Linked DNA regions of Sus scrofa: region 2 is linked to region 1. The links are chromatin contacts, called in public promoter capture Hi-C maps. All regions are on one chromosome and are shown on one strand. The core of a region is the stretch at or near the end of the contact, and the rest is flanking DNA. Distances in the headings are between cores, read along the strand shown. Region 1 holds the start of CALCOCO1 (calcium-binding and coiled-coil domain-containing protein 1). Region 2 holds the start of COPZ1 (coatomer subunit zeta-1).

Region 1 (6,856 bases), core at 2,159-4,658:
CATGGAAGTTCCCAAGCTAGCAGCTGAATCGGAGCTGCAGCTGCCAGCCTATGCCACAGCCATGGCAACGTTGGATCCTTAACCCAGTGAATGAGGTCAGGGATTGATCCCGTGTCCTCATGGATACTAGTTGGATTTGTAACTGCTGAGCCACAACAGGAACTCCCACCTTTTACTGTTAAGATACAGAGAAGATAAGTAACTTGCGAAAGGTCGAACAGCTTGTTAAGTATTAGTGCTGAGATTCGAACCCAGGTCTTTCAGAACTGAATGACCATCTTTTGGTTAATATAAGATGCCACTTTTCTCTCTTCCCCAGCTTCTAATTCCACATTCCGTAGGAGGCGGGATTAGTGGCCCTCAACAGTTCCTTCCCTGCCTGAATCCCTGAATCTGTGAAAATCCCATGATTCTGTATCTGCTGAGCCCACCACTGTCTTCCAAACTTCCACCCCCTTACTCGTCCCTCCCGGTTTTCCACCTTCCCTTGTACCTTGGAACTGGACACTGGTGTGGATGGGGGAACCATCAGTTACACCTTCAGGCACCGAGGACCACACAAACGTGTGGTAATCCCGAACGCAGGCAGCCTCCACCTGTGAAAGCCCACCGTGGGAGAGGGGTATGGTGATGGCACCACCAGCTGTGAGCGGGGAAAAGGGCAGGGGACCGGGGGCGGGGAGGATGGTGTTGCAGTGGCAAGGATGTGAGAGACGGGAAGGTGGAAGGATGGTGCGTCAGGAAAGAGCAAGGCTAAGACGGGGAGAAGATGGGCTTTGCTCACACAGATGGCCTCTGTCATCTGTGACATCTTTCTCCCTTCTTTTCTGCCATCATGAGATTGAGGAGCCAGGAGCCAAATCGTTCCCAAATCACTCCAACCAACCCGTGGCCCCTAAACCTGAGCCAAAAGGGTTCCAGGGATACCTTGAAGATGCCAATCCAGTCGCTGGCACTGGGCACGGTGCCTGGGGGAAGTGTGTAGTGACACTCCACCTTGGTGTTGGGAATGTAGGTCCGGGCTACGTTCAGAAAGCTGACTCCACCCCGGGATGGTGCCCGGCTTAGTGATGATTCTTCCATTCTGCCCTCCAGATGTCTGCCCTCCTATGAAATAACGATTTAATACCCTAAAGTCTCTCTCCTCCACCTCTCTGCCCCCCTCCCAACTCTGTCCCTACTTACCCCCAGCTCCTGCCACAATACCTAGAGGTATAGGTACATCTGGTTTCCAGCCCCTGAGGGTTATAGGACCCTTTAAAGGTATCAATCTTAGTCTTGAGGGCACAGGTCTGGCCTTCTGGGTCAGATTCCATCCTGTCTCCCACTGAAACTTCTCTGATCACAGACCCCCTCCTAGAGGGATCGCTCTAATTTCGAGACTCCCTCTTCACAGGTGCATTGACCAAACCTCAGTCTCTGCCTCCCTTAGTCTTGCCTTTTCCATCTCTTAACAGTCTTGAACGTTCCAAATGCTTCAGCCTCATCTTTTCGTCCCATTTCCCACCCACCCATCTTCTGACACTTGAATTCAAACTCCAAATGAGGTGCAGCGCCCCGGCATCCTGAATGGGTCTCCTTGCCCACTCAAGCTCTACCCGGGAATGATTTATGACACCTGAACTTATCCCTGAAAGGAATGAGTGAGTCTTCAGAGCTGGAATAAGGCTGGGGGAACGAATAGCCCAGTTCCCAAGCCCCTGACCTCTCATTTTTCTGTCTCTCAGTCATCTACCATGGATTAAAAAAAAAAAAAAAAAAAAAGCTTGCACTCTCATCCAAGAGACAAAGCAAAAAGGAGGATATAAGGAAAGACAGGTTTTCAATCATTACTCCAGGAAGTCAAGAATGCTGGAGGCGGCTGCTTCAAGGGTGGAGTGAAACACTCAGCAGGAACGTGGTGCTGTGGGGAGATGGAATGTGGGGGCCTGGAGCCAGGAAAGCCCCACCCCTGGGGCAGGGACAGACTGAAGTAAGGGGCCTTGGGATGGGGAAAGGTACACATGATGTTGAGAGAAGGAAAGAGAGTTCCAAAAGAACCTCACATTCTTCTCTTCAGGTCTTGCCAGGAGCAGGGTTAGAAATCTACTGGTCTGACTCTATGTGAACCCAGCTCTCGTATTTCCCTACCCATTTTCTCTCTGCTCCCCTAAGCCTTAATTCCAAGTGCCTTAATCCTTCCAGCTGCTCAGATTGGTAGTTGGAGGCATGCTATAGGAGGGATTGAGAGGAAGAGATGTTCCAAGCTAGGTGGGGAAAATTCACTGGAAAGAATGGGGGTGGGACGAAGAAGGATAACAATCAAGAGAATCCTCAGGCCAGGCCTGTGAGATGGCCCTTGTCATTTCTCCTCTCTAGCTCACTAATCTTCCTCCTGTGTCAGCCACAGGCACTAGTCATATGCACGCCCCCAAACACCACAAACCCACACTGAGGCTGAAGTCAGGTGGGTAGAGACTTTAAAAGAAGACAAAAACGCCTTAGAGAAGGCAAGATGGGCCAGCTCTACAGAAAGAAGCTACTTCTTCCTCCAAAATAGAGACTGAATTGAGGACAAGAGGTTTCTCTGAATTTTTATCTCTGAAAAATCCTTACTTAAAACCAGCCCATGTTTTTTCTAAATACAATTCTTCTGGCTTTCCAGGAGGGGGTGAATTGTCCTCAAAGATCTAAGCCGGGGGAACCCCATATACTCCCTACAAAAAAAATTCCTAACAGCTGGAAATATCCCCAGGCCTGAAAGAGAGCACTGGGCACCTGAAGTGTGTATGTGTAGCCTGATTCGGTTGTTTGCTTTGCGGGGGGGGGGGGTGTCTCATCCCCCCACGCTGTAGGGCTTCAGAGTTCTTTTAACATTCTACACCTTGTAATGTTTTCCTTCAGGAATTCAGTGGCATAAAGGCCTTTAGATTGAGGTGGGGCGGAGGGTGGCTGGGGGAGAGGGGAACGGGAAGGTTTGTGAGGCCAAGTCTTGCCTGGCTGAGAATAAGCAGACTTCGGCCTCCCTCAACTCCCTTAAGCGTTTCAAGCTTTATAAAGAAGGACTGAGATGGAGGCGAGAACAGTGACTGGGTATCCCCTTGATCACGGCCCCCCTGAGACCAAGAACTCTCAAAACTGTGGGGGTGGTTTCTCCAGTACGGAAAGTGTTAACACCCAAACGCTCCTCCACCCGCCTTTACCGGTTCCCTTAGATGATCCTTTCACAGGCTTGAAAGTGGGGTGGCCCCCCATAAAACCGCCCCCAAATTAGGCCAAGTTTCTTACCCCACAGACGGATCAGCTGTTCCCTCACCTTTCACCAACAACAAAAACAGCACTCCGACTCCAGGAGGGGAGGGAGAAGGGTGGACGCGAGGGCTTCTGGGGTTTGTGGTTCCTCCGAGCCTTTTTGCCGGCGAGCCAGTGCGGATCTAGGACTACATAACCCAGGAGTCTGTGCGCAAGGAGGGCGGAGTAGAGGGCGGCCGCGGGGGAGGCCTCACAGCAGCATCCTGGGAGGCGTAGTTCTCACTTCCGTGACCGTGAACGAGGGTGTGGCCAGCAAAGAACTTCACAGCCCATGATGCCTTAGGAGGGGGGCAGGCTACGTTAGTGGCGACTGCCGGTTGGTACCGTGCGTGGTTGGGGGTGGGGAGGAGTTACGGCTCGAAAGCTGTCTTTAAAATACATTATAGAGTGGGCCGAACGAGTTCAGGTACACACTTTCGCTTACTTTTAACGACAACTTGTGAGGTAGGCGGTTTTGTTATCCACGCCTTTCAGATGGAGACACTAAAGCCCAGAAAGGTTACGGAACCGATCTAAAGTATCAAAGCTATGAGAGGGTAGGATTGCACGACTCCCAGTGCTCTTGCCACTACATCACAACTACCTACCGTCTAGGGGATAGGAAACTGTGGTAGCAGTTTCTTCATTGCTTCATCCTCAGGGGCAGCCCTGCAAAAACTATGTGTTCTGCACCACTGAGGATTTTTTTTTTCTAACTCGAGGGCTTCAGTTCCAGACGCCTGCCAACACTGGACTGGGCTCCCCTCAGCGTCCTCTAGGTCCAGAAGGAGGACCCATTGTCCGAGGTGTTGTTGGTTGGGAGGGCAGAGGTGAAGTGAGGAGAACCACGTTGAAAAGGGAACATGGCATAATGCAGGACAGTTCAGAAACAAGCCACTTACCCGGCTGGTTTGCCCAAGCCTTTTAACTGGCTTAAATTCATTAAGATAATAATACATGTTGTTGCTCCTGTTTTTTGTTTAGAAGAGGTGAAAGATTCACATTCCTCCCACGCACCCTCAAGTCACGAGTCCATTAAAGACCTGGGCATCCTGCACGGGGTCTGAGGCATTCAAAAAATGATCTCTCTCAGTCTCTGTATTAAGGAATTACAGTCTAAGGATTGATTTGCTCTTCTGCTTTAATTTTCTGCTGCATTAAGTTATGGTGCCTCTGCCTTTTCCAAGTTTTGGGGTAGTATTTTGCTTTTATGACAATAGTGTGTCTGGTGCCTGCCCTTGGGTGCCTTTCATATTGAAGATCTCCAAGCACTTAGCAATAAATCATCAGGCTTCACAAACATTAAGGTGACATGTCAGCGTCACTAGTCAGGATTTATGAGTTAGGACAAGCTGCTGGTTGCAGAGATGGCTCAAGGTCCTGGGGTGGGTTAAGAGTGAGGCCTGTTCAGGTGCCCAAGTCTCAGTTGTTCTTGGTTTTTGTCTTCCACCTGGCATAAAGGCTTATAGGAAAACTCAGTCTCAGCTGGAGCTCAAAATAGTAACTTTTGTTTATTGGGTGTTTACAATGTGTTTAAACTATGTTAAGGACTTTTCCATATAATACAATACCCTTATATAGTAGGCCCTTTTATTATTCCCACTTTACATAAGATGAAGATTGAGGCACAGACTATTAAGTGACTTACCTGGGGTCATAGACTTACCACCACTACCTAGCAAGTGGTAGAATCAGGATTGAAGCACAAATGGTCAGAATACCATATTAACCACCCCAGAAACTCCTGGGTGGCATACTAACTCCCTTTGTTCTAAGGAACAGTGCTCTTACCAGGAGATAAGTGTTCACTGAGCATTTATGTGCAAGGAGCAAGGTAATGGGAAACAGATCAGTTCAACAGATAGATGTGTCAGGTGCTATCCTTGGTATTCAAGAAATTTTGTTGAAAGAATGAATATAAAATATAGATATTTGAAGGATGGGTTTAGATCGTTTAACAGGATGGGGTCTGGGAAGGAAAAGCTTGTGCCAGGCTGAGGCAAAGATGCAGTGGTGGGAATGTATAAAGCTCACTGGAGCCTAGGAGGTCACATGAGAACAGCACATCAGTTTCAACTTTTAACCCCCAAACTCAAGATTATTGGTAATGACTGCCTGCAGTAGTGTGTTGAGAAGGATTCTGAGGAAAGAATGCTAGAATTAATTAGTAATGTCTGTCTTGGAATTCCTGTCGTGGTGCAGGGGTTAATGAATCTGACTAGGAACCACGAGGTTGCGGGTTCAATCCCTGGCCTTGCTCAGTGGGTTGAGGATCCAGCTTTGCGGTGAGCTGTGGTGTGGGTCGCAGACGCAGCTCGGATCCTGCGTTGCTGTAGCTGTGGCATAGGCCAGCAGCTATAGCTCCGATTGGGCTCCTAGCCTGGGAACCTCCATAGGCCACAGGAGTGGCCTCAGAAAAGGCAAAAAGACCAAAAAAAAAAAAAAAAAAGTAATGTCTGTCTTGTACACCAGATGACAAATGGCCATTGGATTAGGATGACTTATTTTTTGAAATTATTTATTTTCTCCCTCTGCCCATTGGCCTGTGACTTGCTGTATTTCCTGTGGAAGGCATATATGTTGCATTTCATTGACTTTGGACTTGATAATTTTTTTTCTTTTTCTTTTTTTTTTGTTTTTTTTGCCATTTCTTGGGCTGCTCCTGCAGCATATGGAGGTTCCCAGGCTAGGGGTCTAATCGGAGCAGTAGCTCCTGGCTTACGCCACAGCCACAGCAATGCGGGATCCGAGCCGCGTCTGCGACCTACACCACAGCTCAGGGCAGCACCGGATCCTTCACCCACTGAGCAAGGCCAGGGACCGAACCTGCAACCTCATGGTTCCTAGTCAGATTTGCTAACCACTGCGCCACGACGAGAACTCCTGGATTTGATAATTTTTATTTTTTAAATTTATTTTTAATTGTTAAAATTTATTATTATAGTTGATTAACAATGTTGTGTCACTTTCTGTTGTACAGCAAAGTGATCCAGACATACATATGTATATACATTCTTTTTCTCATATTCTATCATGTTCTTTCACAAGAAATTGAACATAGTTGCCTGTGCTCTACAGCAGGACCTCATTGCTTATGTTTTGGCTAATGGGATGTGAACAGATGTGACCCATGCCGTGTTTGAACATGTGAATTTACACTTTCTTGTTCTTCTCTGCCTCTAGAGTGGGATATTCCACGTGTGGGTTGCTCCTTCTGCCTGGGTCCCTGAGTGAGAAGAACTGCCCATGGCCTCCATATACGTAAGTCAGAGATAAATCTTTGTTGCTGCAAGCCACTGAGATGTCGTTATAGCAGCAAAGCTGAGTAATAGCCATACCTGGGTCACAGTATCAAGTTTGAAAGGTAAATTGTACCAAATTGGAAAGATAAGTTTAAGCCAGGGTGTGGAGAATCTTGAATAGCAGGTGAGGCAGAACCTGCTCTGTGTTTATCAGCATCTCTTTCCTTCTTTTTCTTGTACACACAACTGGACCACATCTTTCAGTGTCTTTCTAAGTGATATGTTTCTCTTCCACACGAGGCCTGTGAAACCTCTCAAGGGCGAGCCTTCATGTTCTTTCCTTT
Region 2 (6,856 bases), core at 2,798-5,297, 590 kb after region 1:
ACGCCAGAGCCACAGCAACGCGGGATCCGAGCCGCGTCTGCAACCTACACCACAGCTCACGGCAACGCCGGATCGTTAACCCACTGAGCAAGGGCAGGGACCGAACCCGCAACCTCATGGTTCCTAGTCGGATTCGTTAACCACTGCGCCACGACGGGAACTCCCTCCACATATTTTTAATAAATTGTTTGTAACCTTTTCTACCTGATTTTATATCATGAGTATATAGAGAGAGACTGGGGGGTGGGGCAACATGCATTATCCATTTGATTGGTTCCTAAAGGTTTTCCAGGTAAAAAGGAGACAAAAGCAAGAACAGCAATGACCATAGGACTTAAACACTAGGTAGGACCTAGAAAGCTCTGGTCTGAGGTTTCCCATTTTCAAAAATGTGGAAGCTCTAGTCCAGAGAGGGTACCAAATTTGCCACAACACTTCCACTGCTTTTTTGTTGTTTGTTTGTTTTTTATGGCTGCGCATGTGCCATGTGGAAGTTCCCAGGGGAGGGATGGAATCTGATCTGCAGCTGGGACTTTTGCCACAGCTGCGGCAACTCCAGACCCGATGTGTCACAGCAGGAACTCCTCTCCCTCTTATTAAGGAAAAGTCACAACAAGAACTAAAGTCTCCCATCCAGCCAGTTGTCTTCTCCCACAGCACAGTTACTTAATAGGCAGAAGAGCTTAAAACCAGCCATCTTCTGGAACAATGGCTGACTGTGAAAATTTTTCAATTACTTGGAGGTCCCATTGTGGCTCAACTGGTTAAGAACCTGACCAGTATTCATGAAGATGCAGGTTTGATCCCTGGCCTTGCCCAGTGGGTTAAAGGATCCAGCATTGCTGCAAGCTGCTGCACAGGTCACGGATGTGGCTTGGATCTGGCATTGCTGTTGCTGTGGCATAGGCCTGTGGCCACGGCTCTGATTTGACCTCTGGCCTGGGAATCTCCACATGCCATGGTTGTGGCTCTAAAAAGACGAAAAAAAAAAATTGTCAGTTACTCCATAAAGAAAGAGGTGCCAACCCCCTCCCACAACCCAAGCACATCACACAGTCTTCCTCCTCAGGATCCCTACAGAACATCTGGATTTGTAAAGGGGACTTCAGGCAGGACTGGGATACATGAGAAGCCACAAGTCAGAGTAGTGGATCATGAGTAAGAACGTGTTTTTATTTTTTTTTAAATTATAATAATAATAATTATTATTATTTTCTTTTTAAAGCCACACCTGCAGGATATGGGAGTTCTTTGGCTAGGGGTTGAATCAAAGCTGCAGCAGCTGACCTACACCACAGCCATAGCAACACCAGATCTGAGCCAAATCCACAAACTATGCAGCAGCACAAGGCAATGCCAGGTCCTTAATCCACTGAGCAAGGCCAGAGATCAAACTTGCATCCTCATGGATGGATATTAGTCAGATTCTTAAACTGCTGAGCCACAATGGGAACTCCAAGTATGTGTTTTTATTATTTATTTATTTATTTGTTTTGTCTGTTCAGGGCCACACTCGAGGCATATGGAGGTTCCCAGGCCAGGGGTTGAATCGGAGCTGTAGCTGTGGCCTATACCACAGCCACAGCAATGTGGGGTCCGAGCCACGTCTGCAACCTACACCACAGCTCATGGCAATGCTGGATCCTTAACCCACTGAGCGAGGCCAGGGATCGAACTTGTGTCCTCATGGATACTAGCAGGGTGTTAACCACTGAGCCACGACGGGAACTCCAAGAATGTGTTTTTAAAACCAGACCATCTATGCTCAAATGCATAGTTATCAATGAACAGTTGTATTGCCTTAAGTAAATTCTTTAACTGTTCTGGACTCCATTTCTGTCATCTTTAAAATGAGAGTAATAACCATTTACTTCATAACACTTCTAAAAATACATTAGGAAGTTCCTGTTTTCGTGCAGTGGAAATGAATCCTACTAGGAACCATGAGGATTCAGGTTCGATCCCTGGCCTCATTCAGTGGGTTGGGGATCCAGCATTGTCATGAGCTATGGGGTAGGTCGCAGATTCAGCTTGGATCCTGAGTTGCTGCAGCTGTGGCATAGGCCGGCAGCTATAACTCCAATTTGATCCCTAGCCTGGGAACTTCCATATGCCTAAGGTGAGGCCCTAAAAAAAAGCAAAAAAAAAAAAAATATATATATATATATATATATATAAAATAATGTGTTCAAAGATTTATCATGTGCCTGGCACATCATAAATGATCACTAAATGTTTCTTTTTTCTCTCTAGGGCTGCAGCTGCCAGCCTATGCCACAACCACGGTAACACCAGATCAAATCTGCATCTGTGACCTATGCTTGAGCTTGCTGCAACACCAGCTCCTTAAGCCACTGAGCAAGGCCAGGGATCAAACCTGCCACCTCAAGGATACTAGTTGCATTCTTAACCCACGGAGCCATAAGGGGAACTCCCAAGTAAATTTTAGCATTATCATTAAACTGCCAAGCCAAGGACTACCTTGTGATGCCAGGCAGGATGCTAAATGTTTGAATAATTCCCCATAGGAACAGATAAAAGCTAAAGCCCTGTTTCTTCCAGATTTGATGCTTGTCCCCTGGGACTTTAACAGAAAATCATATGCCTTTCTTCATAGCATATGTACTAACATAGCTCTGTAGTTTGTTTTGTATTGTTCTATACTTTTTTCTTAGGACATCTTACTCTACTCTGAAATTATTGGAAAAACTCCTAGGTTTGGATGTTCTTCTTGGAGAGTTTCTAAAGACATAATTGTTAGAGATGAGTGTGTGTGTGTGTGTGGTGGTGGTGGTGGCGGGGGTAGGAACACCCACAAAAACCTCTGGAGAATTTTATAAGGCAGCAGAAGGTGTCCCTGACCTAAGCAGGGGTCAGGGACCAAGGAACTGGGGAGTAAGGGAAAGCTAAACTTCATCAAAATCCTTCTCTATTGTGAAATCCATGCATTCAGTAAACTTCTCTTTTCTCATTTTGCAACGGGCTTGTCCCTACTGGAAAACCGCAGACCCTGCTCGCTCTACCCAACCTCATCCAGGATCCTTTATTCCTTTGTCCCTCCTACTCTTTCCTTGCTGGTCTCCAAAGCTCTAACATCCTGTTTCATGTCCGGCTAAAGAAAATGTGCTCTTAGGAGTTCTCTTGGTGGCTCAGTGGTTAACAAACCCGACTAGTATCCATGAGGATGCATGTTCCATCCCTGACCTTGCTCAGTGGGTTAAGGATCTGGTGTTGCCGTCAGCTGTGGTGTAGGTCGCAGACGAGGCTCGGATCCTGCGTTGCTGTGGCTGTGGCGTAAGCCAGCAGCTACAGCTCGGATTTGACCCCTACCTTGGGAATCTCCATATGAAGGATTTAGGGTGCGGCCCTAAAAAACAAAACAAAACAAAAAGAAAAGAAAAAAAGAAAATCCTCTTTTAGAAACTTCCTGGCTTCTTGTCCTTCCCTGGGTCTAGCAAAGTCTGGGACTCCACCTTAGGCAGATCGTTACTGCTGGCAATCAACTCCCAGCGGCCTTGGTGTTTATCTAGTTAACACCCTGGGCATCTTGTGGCTTTACTCTATGGCTGTGCAGACTTTCTGTGAGTATGCTGAAGAGATCTGAGTCTAATGAACAGTTAGTACTAGTACGGTTTGCCAAAGCAACCGTGGACATCAAGGACCTAATGGAGGCTCTGGAATGGGAAGCAGAGTAGGATTCCAAGAGCTGCCAGTGTTAAGGGCTAAAGAGACACAGCGCCCCCTAAAGGAAGTGCGAATTAAAGCTCCTAAATCCGGCCGACGATATCACGTGCCCTCCGCCCAGCCAATTGGAAATTAATAATCGCTTCCTCTGTTCCCCATGGAAACAACCCTGCCCCACTGACCTTCCCGCCCCATTCAGTCGTGAGGTTTTGTCGTTTTATTGAGTGTTTAAACTGACAATCAAATATCTGCGCCTTCTGGCTGGACACCTTGCTTCCGCTAAGCAAGCTAGTAAACTGATTGGTCAGTAAAGCAATAGCTGACACCTGGAAGTCCAATAGCCCGCAGGGTGGGCGGGGTCTAATAAGGACGTAAGGCCAATCAGCGGCGGCGTTGTCTTGGCGGCTCCACGTCGGCACCAGCTGCGGGGCAAGATGGAGGCGCTGATTTTGGTAGGAACCAGAGGGGCAGCCGAGAGGCTATGATGTCCCGAGGGGCCGCGAATCGGGATTCGACCTGAGTGGGAGGGGGTAGAAAGGGGAGTTCGGGTAATCCTCGGGGACCGAACGTTCTTGCCTTCCCCTGGAATAAACATGTGGCCTAGTGCAGTCGTTAAAGCCTCAGTTTAAAGTAGGAAGCTGTGCCGGGGAAAGGGCAGAGTCGGTGGAAAGTTGAAGGGAGCAAGCCCTTGGAGTCCTTAAGACTCATAGGATCATAAGCGTACTGGATTGGGGTCCTTCAGGTTCTCCCTGATTCTGAGCGTTGTAGATAATACCCTGATTTGAATTTCTCCAAATCTCCAGATTCGCCTGAAATTATAAGAATAGAGTGCAGGTGTTTGTCATCACACGCTCCTCTTGATAACTGATACATTTTGACTCTCTCTTGATAATTCAATTCCCTGTCACATTCCTTCAGGAAAAACTATTTTCTTCTTCGGTTTCCTTTTAATTCCTACTATATGGATTTGTCATGATAAAGAATCAGTATTCCATTAAAGTTCTGGAATACCTAGTAAAGTCAGCATGGATTATGGAATATTTTCCCAAACTCCTTATTCTGTTTTTCTTTTCCCTCCTTATTTAAACTTTGGGGATTCTTATTGTAGGATCTGGGATGCCAGTTATTCCTCTGGTTATATGAAAATTTGATGGCTGAAGGGTTGTGTTAGTTCCCTTGTCCATGAGATCCTTTTTACTTGCTCAAAAACAAATGAAAAACTGGGAGTTCCCTTCGTGGCTTAGTGGTTAACCGACCCGACTAGCATCCATGAGGGCCTGGCCTTGCTCAGTGGGTTAAGGATCCGGCGTTGCTGTGGCTGTGGTGTAGGCTGGCAGCTGTGGCTCCGATTCGACCCCTAGCCTAGGAACTTCCATATGCCGAGGGTGCGGCCTTAAAAAGAAAAAAAAAAAATACTGTTATCCCTTCTTTAGAACTAAATCAGAGCATTTCTTTCAAAATAATGCATGCCTCCCCCCTTAATTTTGCATTTTGAGAATGTTAACATATGTGTGTGTAGGTATTTAGCTCCTAGCTCCTTCCTTAATTGAGTCAAACTCTAGGTCTCTTTTTTGTCTTTTTTGTTTGTTGTTTTCTCCTTCAGCTCTCTTTAATCCAGATCTTCTTCAGGTAAAAGAGAATAACAAGTTTCATTTTCCTGCTTTCAAAATGCAAAGATATGATAATTCCTTCCGATTATATGGGTTGGTTAAGTGTAGGTAGGAAGCTTTAAAATCTGATCAGTTTTTAGTAAGATATTTTCTTTACTAAGCCGTCAACCCCTTAACAGACTGGGATAAATTCTAGGGAATTGGTGTCTTTGGAAGTTTTGAGAAATTTTTGGGAGTTCCCTAGTGGCCCAGCAGGACCTGGAGTTGTCACTGCTGTGGCATGGGTTCAGTCCTTGGCCTGGGAACTTATGCATACCGCAGGCACAGCCGAAAAAAAAGAAATGTTTCTTTTTGGCCACCTTGTGGCATAAGGAGTTCCAGGGCCAGTGCTCAGATCCGAGCTGCAGGTGCAAACTAAGCCACTCTTGTGGCAACGGTGGATCCTTAACCCACTGTGCTGGGCCAGGGATCAAACATGCATTCCAGGGCTCCCAAGAATCCTGTTGCATCACAACGGGAACTGCAAAAGAAATTTTTAGATTGCCCCCTAGATCTGTTTAGAAGTCTGCTTAGAGGTAAAGGAGTGAGGGAAATGATACTTGAGAAGACCTTTTGACAAGGGATCTCTTAACAAGTGGTGAATTGAGGGCATTATATGTGAAAGTTTCTGTCAGGTTTTCTCTTACCTCAGTCCTTGTCTCTCCTTCCTCTTTGTTTCCATATTCTTTATATATTTTTTTAGTTAAAAAAATTTTTTTTGGCCACCCCTGGGGGATGCAGAAGTTCCCAGGCCAGGGCTCAAACCCCCTTTATATCCATTTTAATCTATACCTAAGATGCCACCTTCATAGATCCTTGCTAACCTGGTCAGGTACCCCTGAAGTTTGCTTTAGAAACCTTACTGATTCTTTGTCATGAGGAACGTGTGTAACGTGGGGTTAGGGGAAATGGAGGTTTAGGAAAAAAGGCTTCCTCAAGGAAGCACAATGTCAAAACTAGGATTAGATTTTGATTCCCAATCCTCCCAGACCATGTCTCTCTGATGTTATCTCATCGTGGGCTTTCCCCCTCTTCAGTATGCCAAAGTGTACTTTCAACTATCAGTCATATAAAGCTTTGTCTGGGGACAAAGTACCACCAGGTATTAGTTCTTGTGCTGATCTCCATAGTTCTCAGGATATTAAACTAGTATTTTCCTTTCTCTGCGTCAGCTCTTCTCCACATTGTTTTTTTCCTCTTTACTATTTCAGTATATTTTGGACCCCCAATTAAGAATTTATATACCTTTCTCACCATTCTAGCCCTTCTCAGGTGGAGTTCCAGGGGAGAATGAAGCCCTAATGTCCTAAGGCGTTATCGTATGTAATGAATCAGTTCCTCTGTATCCACAATGGTACTGGTTTGGTAGTATCCTTGGGAGAAGTGAGAACAGTATTTAAAAAATCTTCAGTGTTCAGTGGTTCAGATGAGGAATCTGAGAATCAGGTGATATTTCCTAAATTTTAATTTTTCTTCTCTCCACACTCACATACTGGTCCACAGAATTTACCTCCATCTGGTTC

The links. Promoter capture Hi-C pulls out the DNA fragments that hold promoters and counts their contacts.
Region 2: a promoter capture Hi-C map of fetal liver shows a contact between it and region 1, with 4 times the contacts expected there. The contact joins the promoter of COPZ1 here to the promoter of CALCOCO1 in region 1. A contact is called at or near these places in 2 of 5 promoter capture datasets (fetal liver and liver) and 1 of 47 Hi-C or Micro-C datasets (embryonic fibroblasts).

The regions. Positions count from the first base shown.
Region 1 is chr5:18,926,994-18,933,849 of Sscrofa11.1, forward strand. It overlaps CALCOCO1 (calcium-binding and coiled-coil domain-containing protein 1), which reads right to left and starts at 3,409. Exons shown (of 15, transcript XM_005652574.3): 1 at 3,268-3,409; 2 at 928-1,107; 3 at 494-596. The coding sequence starts at 1,083. It overlaps LOC106507255 (a long non-coding RNA gene), which reads left to right and starts at 3,615. Exons shown (of 4, transcript XR_002343963.1): 1 at 3,615-3,697; 2 at 6,454-6,531.
Region 2 is chr5:19,518,520-19,525,375 of Sscrofa11.1, forward strand. COPZ1 (coatomer subunit zeta-1) reads left to right here and starts at 4,048. Exons shown (of 9, transcript XM_001927549.5): 1 at 4,048-4,136. The coding sequence starts at 4,119.